Regions from separate parts of the Drosophila melanogaster genome. Here region 1 is linked to region 2. Evidence: chromatin contacts called from public Hi-C data. All regions are on one chromosome and are shown on one strand. The core of a region is the stretch at or near the end of the contact, and the rest is flanking DNA. Distances in the headings are between cores, read along the strand shown. Region 1 holds the start of Ns4 (Nucleostemin 4). Region 2 holds the start of Cen (Centrocortin).

Evidence for each region. A called contact is a pair of places that touch in the nucleus more often than the background predicts.
Region 1: a contact with region 2 is called in a Hi-C map of the Kc167 cell line, with 3 times the contacts expected there. A contact is called at or near these places in 36 of 107 Hi-C or Micro-C datasets (the Clone 8 cell line, the D17-c3 cell line, the Kc167 cell line and 13 more) and 1 of 7 datasets of targeted methods (the Kc167 cell line).

What each region holds. Positions count from the first base shown.
Region 1 is chr2L:20,747,694-20,754,213 of dm6, reverse strand. It overlaps Ns4 (Nucleostemin 4), which reads right to left and starts at 1,738. Exons shown (of 4, transcript NM_136211.4): 1 at 1,524-1,738; 2 at 1,105-1,433; 3 at 1-1,040. The coding sequence starts at 1,602. Amacr (Alpha-methylacyl-CoA racemase) reads left to right here and starts at 1,873. Exons shown (of 2, transcript NM_001273709.1): 1 at 1,873-2,125; 2 at 2,199-3,280. The coding sequence starts at 2,018. The coding sequence ends at 3,212. It overlaps Fs(2)Ket (Female sterile (2) Ketel), which reads right to left. Exons shown (of 7, transcript NM_001259182.2): 7 at 3,273-4,943.
Region 2 is chr2L:20,678,352-20,684,047 of dm6, reverse strand. Cen (Centrocortin) reads left to right here and starts at 2,202. Exons shown (of 2, transcript NM_136205.4): 1 at 2,202-2,429; 2 at 2,515-5,127. The coding sequence starts at 2,556. The coding sequence ends at 4,928. CG2617 reads right to left here and starts at 1,680. Exons shown (of 1, transcript NM_136206.3): 1 at 419-1,680. The coding sequence starts at 1,599. The coding sequence ends at 775. IKKepsilon (I-kappaB kinase epsilon) reads right to left here. Exons shown (of 7, transcript NM_136204.3): 7 at 5,069-5,696. The coding sequence ends at 5,277. It overlaps Hr38 (Hormone receptor-like in 38), which reads left to right. Exons shown (of 5, transcript NM_057771.4): 5 at 1-586.

The sequences.
Region 1 (6,520 bases), core at 489-2,988, 71 kb before region 2:
AACATCTGTTGGCCGGCCAGGCACATGCGAAGGATATGATTCGCGGCCCGGTAGCGATCCGGCCTGGCTGCCTTGGCGGTGAGGAATCCCCTCTTATATGCCCAAGCATCGGAGATGGCCACCGCAGACCACTCATCGTAATCCTCGGGCAGGTGGAGACGCAGAAGCTGTGGTAGATTCAGATGTTCGCCGAGAAACTTCAGGGAGCGGTATGGAACAGCCAGTTGCGATATGGGGAAACTGCCCAGCAGCACTTGCAGGCTTTTGGGAGTACTCGAGGGAAAGACTAGACCGGGACAATCACAGAGGCGAACAAGTGGGGTGAGGAAAATTGTCTGAAAGTGCTTCGTATGTCCGGGCGTGCGACTAACGCTGACCACCTTGCGTCCCTTTAAGGCATTGATCAGCGACGACTTTCCGACATTGGGAAATCCAATGCAGCCAATGGTCAGGACCCCACTGTGATATTTAACGTGCTCGTGGGGCGTGGTGTCGATGCTGCTGCTGATCTTGAGTTCACCCTCCACGGCCGTTGATATTTCATCCAGGATGTCAAGCTGATCACTACGCATGTCCTCTCGTATCTTCTGCTCCCAGGTTGTTAGATCCACCTCTCCTTGGACATAGCGCTGGCATTCCTTGTAGATATTATACACTCCTTCCATACTCCTGCGATGAGCCTGTGGACCACGTTGACTTCCTTTGCGGGATCGGGGGAGGAAGGATGCAAAGAGCACCACTGGTAGCTGGGGGTAACGGTCGCGGAAGTATTGCCTCCAAGCCACCACCGCATGCGGTTCGACTAGATCCACCTTGTTGAACACCACTATCGCATGTTTCTTTAGCGTGTTGATAATATAGTCGTACAGGGAGGGTGGAAACATCAGCGTGGCATAGCGCACGTCCACAATGATCAGCAGGATGTCCGAGAACTCCAGGACACGCCATAGCTGACGCCAGGTTTCCAGATTCAGCTCAAACAGCGAAAGCTCCTTCGAATCTCCAGCACGCTGCTTTTTCTGCAGCTCGTCCACGTATTCCTGACAAAAGATTATTAATGGATATGTTAATATTATAAACCAAGCCGCCAGTAGACTGACCTACCTTAAAGTAGCGATTCTCGGTGCGATCAAGCTCTTCCTTGGACTCCGTTAGCGTCCAAGGTGGACGAACTGGGAAGTCGCAGCCGGCAAAGTATCGGTCGTCCACTTCCCGCTGAGCGGGACTGAGTTTCTCGAACGGTTTAAAGCCCTCTTGTTTCATTTGCTCCAGTTCCTTTTTGCCCTCCTGGTAGAATTGCAAATTATAGCGATTGACGTTCTTGTTTCGGTTTCCGCCGCGCGCAAAAGGCTGCTCCATGAGTTTCCTGGTCGTTTCCGGCACATCGCTGTCCTCATACGACTCCTGCGTGCTCCTCAGATACTTTGGGGGACCTGCCGGCGTAACAATTGTTAGTCATCCGCTTCGATTTTCCAGCCTTACGCCCCTTTTCACAGGTGGGCACACAATCTCGGTTTTCTCACCTTTTGTGTTGCGCTTTTGCAACATCTGGTCCTTCTTCTTCTTGCCGCTAAAGGCCACCTTGCGCCGTTGCTGTGGCATCGTTTTTGGGTCACGTCCTGGTCTCACTCCCGGTCAATTTGGTTTCGTCCAGCAGCGGTGGCCAACTGTTAGTTGTAGTTAATTGGGATTGAATGTTGTTGCGGCTTTTCCCTTTTGCGAATTAAAAGTTTCACACCAGTTGGCAGCACCGAGAGCACCGGGTTGTCGAGCTCGACAGTTAAGTCACGAAAATAAATAAAACTTTCACTGGTACATTTCTTGTTATCAAGATTAATTTTTATCAAAAACAAAAAAAATACATGCAGAGACAGGAGGTGCAGGTTAAAGTTATTTCATTCGACTCCTTGTCTCGTGAGATTAGAAAAAATCACCTACAAGTTGGCATCTCTGCTGCAATGCCGTTCAAAGTGCACTTAATTTTCTTGTTACTTTTCGCATCAAAACTCCTCCAAAGATGCCACTTAAAGGCATCAGGGTACTCGAATTCGTGGGTTTAGCACCAGGACCGTTTTGTGGGAAGATTCTAACCGACTTTGGGGCCACAGTCACCCGCATCGACAAGGTAAACAAACTGGGCGTTAAATTCAATACAACTCCGATCGCCGAATTTGAATCCATGTTCCCATCTCGTTCAGGTGATGGAAAACCCTTTGGATGTACTGCAGCAGGGAAAGCGCACACTTTGCCTGGATCTGAAGAACCCGAAAGGTCAGCAAGCGGTGCAAAGGCTGGTCAAGAAGTGCGATGTGCTCATCGAACCTTTTCGACCGGGAGTAATGGAGAAACTAAATCTGGGTCCCACCGACTTGTGCACAGCCAATCCCCGCCTGATTTATGCCCGCCTCACCGGCTTTGGCCAGCATGGAAGACTGGCGCAACGGGCGGGACACGACATCAACTACGCGGCCTTATCGGGAGTACTTTCCATGCTGGGCAGGCGCCACGAAAAGGTCACTGCACCCATTAATATTCTGGCCGATTTCGCTGGCGGCAGTTTGATGTGCGCTCTGGGAATTTGCCTTGCCCTCTTGGAGCGCCACAGGTCGGGAAAAGGCCAAGTAGTGGATGCCTCGATGGTCGAGGGAGCTGCCTATGTGGCCAGTTGGCTGTTTATGTCCAGGAATCTGGTTATTTGGGGGAGGGAGCGCGGTGACAACCTCGTCGATGGTGGATCATTCTTTTACGACACGTACGAAACCAAAGACGGTCGCTACATGTCCGTGGGCGCCCTGGAACCGCAGTTCTTTGAGATGCTAAAACAGCGCTTGGAACTGCCCGAAGATGTCAGTCAGTTTGGCGAGGAGCATCAGGTTCGAGGAAGAAAGCTTTTGACTGAGGCTTTCCTCTCCAAGACCCAAGCTGAATGGTCGCAAATATTTGAGGATGTCGACGCCTGTGTCTATCCCGTTCTGGATTACCGCGAGGTTCACAGACACGATCACAATATACAGAGGAATTCGTTCGAGGTGACTGAGGATACAGCGACGCCACGTCCTGCTCCAGTCCTAAGCAGAACTCCGGGAAAGTTGCCCAAGGCAACTGATGGTGCGCAGGTGGAGTGGATGGACGAACTAGATCTTAAGCCCGACGAGTTTAAAGATTTGCTCGACTCGGGAGTACTTTCCCTTCCAGAGAGGGCCAAGCTGTAAGACGCCAAGATGTGCTGTGCCCCCGCCTGGATTTCATCGGAATAAAACACATTTCTTGTTGCTCTTGCACTCAAAATTCTTTTATTCTCGCTCTTGCACACAGACACAGATTACATTTGCTAAGATTTCGCGTACAAACTATCAGTCATACAATTTGTTTCGGAACAGTTAGGCCGCACATTGATATTCAGAGGGGTTTTCATTTTTTGTAATTGGTAATACAGCATACTAGATAACGTAACATAATTGATTCTCTCCTATCGCAATCGTGATCAAAGGTTCTCTCGCGCATCCCTACTTAATGACTAGGTTAGCATTAACTAGCATACCGAGTAGCACATATACTAAGTTTATTTCCGGCTTAAGCACCGCGCGTCAGCGTCTCCAATCGTCAGTGTATATTTAGGATAATCATATTCGATTAGAATGCTCATATGAACGTTGTGGTGTTATGTAAGTAGGCAATGTGTGGGTGAGGTGTAAATTTCACTAGTTGGCGTTGGCGTTTCGTGTGTAGTATTGTTCTAGTGTCTGTACGTATGTACGTAGAGTCCCGGGTAAAGTAATCCTTGTGAGTCCTTAGGTAAGTAAGTAGGTTGTGTTGTTATTTGTTGTTCGTATGTATATATAGTAAGTCTCAGTTCTCAGTATAAAAATCAGTACCATATGTTACGTTTCTCATTTGTTTCAGCTCACACCTTCATGCATTTGTGCATTCAATTGCAATCCTTTAAATGTTTACAAAAAAATATCGCTTCTCTGCTGCGCGGGGTGCTTTCTCTTACTTCACAGATATCATTATAATACATACATATATCCACACAAGTCTTTCACACAGCGTACACTCCACACACAGATGATCGAATGAATCACAGGCAATGTTACAGTTGTGTTTTTAGTTTATAAGTTTTTAATCTTAAATCAGACGACGACCATTCGCACACACGGCACGGGTCAAAGGGCAAGCCCATTGAAAACCCTTAGCTTGCATAGTGGGGTGCCAAAAAATGGGTCCACCAACCACAATGCCTTTTTATTGGAGCTTGCCCCTCAACCGTTTGCCAATTCCCTGGCTTACTCTAGTGACATGAACACTCTTCTTAACGGCTAGGTGTAACAAACTCGTTAGTCCCTCATTTGTTGTAATGAATTATATTTGCTTTTGGAATGGTTACATACAAATTTACTCAGTCACAGTTCCAAACACACTACTCTTACTCTTTAAAAAACTGGCAAATGTGGGTGGTGTATGTATAAAAGGTAGAAATTTGTGCTAAATGAGTTGCGTGTCATGTTTAAGTTTGTTGGCGATTTCTGCTAGACATACTCCTCCCACCATCAGTCACTCCCATAAACAACCATCGACAAGCATCACATATTTCCAATTCATATATATCATAATCTTCATTCAGTGTCATCCGCATAATATTCAGCACCAAGAACCAAGCATCATCATCATACTCAATCAACACACCTGTGGGAGAAAGGTTGATAAATGTGATTATTAGCAACGATGGCGCTTGGATTGTGTGAAGGCATGTAAGTCTTCTACATATAATATCAGCTAACTTAAGTTGCTAGAGTGAATTCAAAATTCGAGACATCACACTTACACGTTGCATGCCACAGCCTTTTACGTTCGCATTCCATTCGGTGTTGCTCAGCTTTCGATTTTCCAAAGATCCGGAGTCAAGTCACTCATCTATACCATCCGCATCCGATCATTCATAGCTAATATTAGTGTTTATCTAATTAACGTTGGCAATTTCACGTTTTCATCAAGTGCTCCAAGTTGCCATTTCAAATTCCAATTTCTGATATGTTCGAATCTGATAAAACAAATGTTCCCTTTTCTCTGAGTAATTTCCTTCTTGCTTGGACGGCTGTGCGATACTTTATTGCGAAACTAGACAAATTTTACCAATGAGATTATTTCGCTTTGAAATGGCAACTTGTTGAGCCTTAGAATTCATTCGAAGACTTCTAGACAAGATTCAAACATATTTTACCAACTCTTGGTTACAATGTGCGCTTATATCTAAACTAGTAGTTCACAAAAGTTCACTTCATTCTGGTTTTCACGTGTTCTCATTGTAATCTAAAGTTGTGAAAAGATTTTAAACGGTTGCTTTCGACTTTATTTATATCCTTCCATTTACTCTTCTCATCGTTCACAGTCGCGTCTTTTTCGTAAGGTAGTTTCTGGTTATGTTTTTGTATGGTTTGTATATGATAAAACAACTAAATGAAGTATGTATTTACTGTTTGTCCTATCAAGCTGTCATGTGGTCTTGTCTTTATGCGTTCTATATCTCTATGTATCTTATGGTTTGCGGGATGCCAGAAAATTTGCAGCAACTTCGAATCTCTCCTCCTTCCGAGGCATCAAAAGTATGCTGGAAAATAGTTTCGATCGAAACTTTCACTTTGAAACACACTTTGAGAAGCTCTTGGCTTGGTTGCAAGTCACTATAAATTTTCCAGCAACTCTGCGATTTTTTTTGTAAGTAGTTATTTTTTTGTATACCCTGGTCCGTTGCGTATTTAGTTTTAGTAGTTGCGTTTACCTAATATATATATTAATTATACAAGTGTTGCGTGTGTGCTGCAGGTAGTTGCTTGGTTGTTGTTTTGCTGTTTTCTTTGTTTCTCGTTGCTGTTCTCCCCATTTTAAGGTAACTACAAAATGTAAAATGAGGGGCCAACTAAGCGTCATTGGTTGGAATTAATGAGAGCACACTAAATGGTATACACACAAAAAAAAAAAAAATAAAATAATTTCCAAAGTTCGCGCTTCTGTGGGCTTCGAGCGAGGCTGACTTAAACGTGTGTTCTGTCTTTAAAGTAAGTTAGGATTTGGGTCTTTGAAACAGCTACGCCCGAGTTACCACCCCACCCCCTAAACCCCCACGCCTCTAAACAAATCATCGGACACTCAACCGGGAAGACGGCAACTGGAACACCGCATCCGGCCGAATGCTGACATTCCGGCCGAATGCTGACATTACACAAAAGTCGCACTGCAACATTGTCCCCAGCTAGCCAGCCACATGCCGAGTCGGCATGTTCATTATGCTTACAATTAAGAACCTATGTACTTATGTATAAGACGAAAACGGAGGACTCGAGTAGCCACTCTCTGACAATAAACTTCATACTGATTTTGAACTTCAAGAAAGTCAGTCGTATTCTTTATTGGAAATCTTCACACTACAACTATCTGCTGAAACTTAAAAACCTTCATACATTTACACATCATATCTTCACAAAAGGCTCCACCCTCGATCACGGACTTAACTGGCGCAGCC
Region 2 (5,696 bases), core at 953-3,452:
GGCACAAATTAAATTTATATAGCATAATTAGACGTCCTTCGCAAGATAATGTTATTCGTAATAAGAGCGTCAATCGGTACATCGGGCGCTATTTCCCACTACACCCCCAACCACACAATAGATAACCTAAGCTATGTATGTACATTAGCTATGTATATCCAGCCCACTTATGCGCCTACTACTAGAAATGCAGAAAGCAGAAAGAGAGGTGAAACCTATAGACGCTATCACAAATGTCTATCTGATAGACATCGGTACTACCAATGCTATATTGCCAGTTGTGTAATTTACTCTTATTTGATCGTTTCATTTACCAGTTAAGAACCCAAATCATATAAGTGTTATGATGGAAGAACTATAACTTGCAATTCAATTAACTCTGCAATACGATAACAAGCAAAGCGAATCATTTCATTTCGATTTAATCTTTAATTATATATACTTAAACGATGTAAGCCCAAAACAAACGTTTTTTCTATATCTGTCTTTTGAGCAAATTAGTTATACGCAAAACCAAACCGTATTTACATAAATGTATACAAAACAAATCGTATATTTTCATTGGTTTGAAATAAATACATAAAACAATTTAACTTGTTTTACTTGATATTTTAGGTGTCTGGGAATTGAAAGCTGCATTAAAATGTTTTGTCTGTTCTGCTTTGTAAAGATTATTTGTTTTTTCTATTACAAGTGTCTTAACCAAAGACATTTGGTTAACTTCTGAGAATCATAATTACTTATAAGTTAAATTCCAATTGGCAGTCTTATATATCAAACGTAAACTGACAGGAACGACGTAATGTTGTGCCTGCAGACAGGACAGCGGTCTTCTAAAAGGAGCACGAGCTGCAGGGAGCACTCTTTGCAGAGGCAGAGGTGCCGGCATGGCATGACTACTACGTTCCTGCTTTGAGCCATGCACACGACACAGCGTTCTGGACTCGCGGATCCTGCGTTCTCTGACACATACCAAACATTGTGTATGAAGTGTTGCAATTTATGATGGGTCCATAGGTAAACGCTTTGCGTCTTCGTCGAGATTTCAATGCGTCCACGTTGCAGCAGGTAGATGAGCATCAGGTACACATAGCGGCGGAACATATAGAGAACGAGGAGCAGGGCCAATCCTATCGAGGCCCGGAACGCACTGTTCAGCAAGCTCAAGCCATGGGCCACGATTGAGTGCACCACAAAGTCTAGGAGGCAGTCCCAGAGGAATAGTATGGCCCTCGGCAGCAGCATCAGCAGCCACAAGATGCCATCACCCAGATCGATGAGTAAGTTGCAGATGAATCGGGATATGCAGTGACCAAAATCGAGTACATTCTTGAGCCCGCCTTTGGTGCCGCCGTAGAAGTAGTCCGCCACATCTAGCGTGATGAGGCCCAAGTCGCGGATGCCCTCGTTGATATTCCTGACCGCGCATCTCAACAGATTCCATCCTTTCCTGCTGCCCTCCACCAAACAGAAGCCGACGAGGTAGCTGCCCCACAGGAAGTAGTACACGCCAGTAATCACTGCATCAATCACGCTGGCCAGCGGACGCAGCAGGACCAGATCCACAAGCTCCGCTGCCCGAATTAGAGCGTCCAGCATGGCGGGGGGCTCATACTGTCCTCGAATTAAGAAAAGGAAGAAACACAAAATCAAAACAAGAACGCCGGCCGCTTAGTGTGACCAGGCGGTGGTTGGTAATTAAAGCCAAGCTATCGTTGCGATAAGGTAGCGTCAAATAATTACTTATCTTAAATATTTGTATAATTAATATATATATTTATTTTTAACACCCCACACATTATCGGTTGCACTTCCTAGATATATTTAAACTTAGATGGTATCTGAACTTTAAATACGCCAAATTCTAGGGTAACTTAAATTAATAATGTTCAAACAAATATTTTGCTTCTGTGAGCAAAGGAATTACTAAGGAGACATAACAATTTGGATTTATTAATTTTGACAACTATAAATATGCGTAATAATTAATATGGGTATTCATGTACTGATCTATTATGATATTGCATGCTTCTTTCAAAGACAATGAAAGCTCAAAAATATAATTATACATCCGTGCATTTTGCTGGTATTTCAGAATCCAACAAGGTTTCCCCAAACAACTCGCGAGGGGTTATATAAGAAAGGCGAGCTTAAATCATAGCCCTATCTGAGCAGGAATCCCCCTAATGCGAATAATCCTATTATAAATTTATTTCCGGTTCTGCTAGGAAGTTCATTTCGGTTCTTTGTCTGCAGGTCGATTGTGTATAATAAAAAGCATTAATTAACTATTCGTACATGCAGTTGCGCCCTAGTACGTAGGGCTTTTTCTGCACTCGCTGCAATACCATACTTTTTGTTTTTGGGGATGAAACAGTAAAAAAGTTACTGTTGTAGCAGTTTTCCACCATTGAGAGGACATTTGCCAAGTAATTACTGTTTGAGTTTTGCTTTGCTCACAAAGCTCTGCTGCTAAATGAACTAAAATCGATTAAATCTTTAAATTTTCGCCAGAGTTCGCATCAAGCCCAAGCTTAGAAAGGTCCAAGTCCAAGATGGAGGAATCCAATCACGGTTCGGCTGGCTGTGAAAACGTATCGCAGTTCATGCTCGATGACCTACAATTGGCAGCAGAGCTGGGAAAAACGCTCCTGGAACGCAATAAGGAGCTGGAAACCTTCATCAAGGAGTACAAGATTAAGGGGGATGAGCAGGAACTGGAGATCTTGCATCTGCGCAAGCACATTAATGCGATGACCGAGGTGAATGATTCACGGCTTAAGGTCTACGAGCAGCTGGAAGTGGGCATTCAGGATCTGGAGCGTGCCAATCAGCGGCTAAATCTGGAGAAGAATCGGGACAAGAAGCAGATTAAGACGCTGACCACCAACACGGAAGTCCTGGAAGCCCGCTGCGAGGAACTGAGTCAACTTCTGAGCGATGCTCGGCAATCCCTGAGCACCGAGCGGCGGAAGGTGGATCAGTACCAGCAGGAACGCTATAGGATGCAGCATTCGACCGAGGGTTCTGTGTCCAGTCACAGCATTCAATCGCTGTGCAAGGAGCAGAGTGTTGAGTTCTCCAAACTAGATGTTATGGCCATAGCGAACTCGACAGGATTGGAGGATATCTCCTTCAGTAATGCCACCATGTGCGAGAGGACCGCCGTTAAGGGTGAAGACAACGAGGAATTGGTAAAGCTGCTCAGCGAAATGGAGGTGTTAAAACGTGACTTCTTGGCCGAACAGCAGCGGTGCACCGAGCTGGAGGAGCAGTTGGTGACCATAATCCAAGACAACCAAGGTCTGCAGACACGTCTGCTGGAGAACAGTGCCAATGAGGGAACAATGTCGATGCACGAGGAGTTCAGCCTCCTGGACGACGTGAGACAAGGCCAAATGTGTAGTCGCTGCCTGAGGGATATTAACGAAAGCAACACCAATATGGATGATCAATCCTCCATTGCCCCAACCGAAGAAATCTACGAAGATGACGATCGCAGCATACTAAGCGAAAGCACCTCGAAATGCGATAATAGTGGTGCGGATTATAAGGAACGCTTCCGGATTCCCGAGGACCTCAATCCCAACTCTAGCGACAAACCAAATCCTTATCGGGACCTAGTCGAGAAATATGAAGCTCTGGTGGAGGTGAAGAGAACCTCGAATGCGGTCAAGAGCAACTTCACCAGCAATCCAGATGGGAAGACCATGACCGAGTCCAGTCAAGGCAAAAAATCAGAAACAATTGTTAACAGCTCAAAGGAATCTGACCTTATGTTGGATTCAACACGTAAGCGCACTCCAACCGAGTTTTCGGAATCAGAAACTACATCGTCGGGATTCTCGGATGAAACTAGCAACAAGTCTACGCAAACTGACGAGCGACCGAGTTACTTCCTTTGCTCAATAAGTAATGGAAACGATTGTAAATTCAGTATTTATGACGACGTCAGCCCCATTGAATCTCATTTCCGTAATCGCCCGGAGTACAGGGAACTCTTCAAGGAGATATTTGGAGTGCTCAAGAAGGCAGCTGATAATAACGAAGAAGACAAGCTTCCGTCCCTGCATGACGACGCACAGATTACAGAAAAATTACCCTTGGTGGCGGCCAAAGTACCCCCGGTAACACCCGAGAGGGAGGAATCTCCAGATGACTTCATTGACGACACACAGAGCGTCGTATCCTCAGTTATATCCAACCAGTCCATTGCAATGTCCGAGTGCGTTACCAAACTGGAGCGGAAGACAGCCAAAAAACACATCTTTGATGTCCGAAACCAACAAAACCAATCGTCCCTAACGCAATCCACTTTGTTAAACAGCTCCTCGAAGGAAACAACTGTCGGCGAACCGAATTATAAACCCATAAGGGAGAATGGCCAGATACTTACTCCACTCAAGCGCGAACCACTCGAATATCTAACCGTAGGTGTCGGAATCAAGAAGAAGAACCGACGAAAGCACCGAAACCAAAGCTCATCTGGAGATCGCATCGAATTGTTTAACTCCCGGGAATTTACTCCCAGGAACAGTCCTCTGGCCATGAACAACCGTGGTGGTGGACAAGGGAGCTCAAAGATGTGTACGGATACATTGAATGCTGAATTCGGACGCAGTAACCGCAGACGGACAACTCCATCCTCAAGCAACTGGAATGGCTCTCCCATGGTGATCTATAACAAGAATATGAATACTCCCCAAACTTCTCGGGGCCGAGTAATAGAGCTCAATGGCGTCGAGTTTTATCATAACACGGTATCGCAAGACTTACATAAACTTAAAAAGTTAGACTTATCCTACGCCGAAGTTTTGCGCCGGGCCGATGCCGGCGAACATGGACCCACAAGATCACATTCCCAGCGACAGCAACACAACGGAGCCAACATTCGCAAGAGTCATCATCATCAGTTTCGTCAAAAGTAAACTTGTTTAGAGAATGTAAATAAGCAATTAAACAGTGCATTCTAGCCATAGGGCATTCTACCATTTTTAAATTGTGTGTGCCATGCAGTCTAGTCCGCTTTTTCATGTATAGACAGTTAAATAACAATAACTAAATAACTATAATCGGAAATTTAATTTTATTTCAGCATGATAAAATAAATAATTTAATGACCTACAGAAATCTTACTCTTTCACGATATTCAGCCAAGTTTCAATAGGAATATATGTAGTTGCTTTACAAATTCAGATATAAAAAAGTAAACATTTATTGTTAACTTACAAAGTAAAGGCAAATAAAATATTCTTGCACTTTCATGATATGCCCGTCTAACTACTTTCCAGACTTCCGTTGGTAATGCCCAGTTTGCTAAGCAAACTTATTATATCGCTGTTCGTTCTCATGACAGCCATAACTTCCTGTTGCTGCTGCTGCATGACCCTTAGCCGATTCCGCTCCTCTATCTTGGCCAGCTGATTATTGTTGTTTATGGTCTTTGTGTCCACATCCAGCTTCAGCTCCGACTTAACGTGATACAACTCATCGCGTATTCCGTTCAACTTTCTTTCGCAATCGCGCACGTCCTTCTCCAAAATTTGAGTTTTAAGGTAGACGGTCTGAGCCAACTTATACCAGTCCGCCAGGCACTCTGCGATTTGTGCCACTGTCGGATTTACGTTATCCAAAAGCAAGGCCTTTATCCGTTTGCCATTGTGATCCACTTTAATCTTCTCCAGGGCATGAAACTG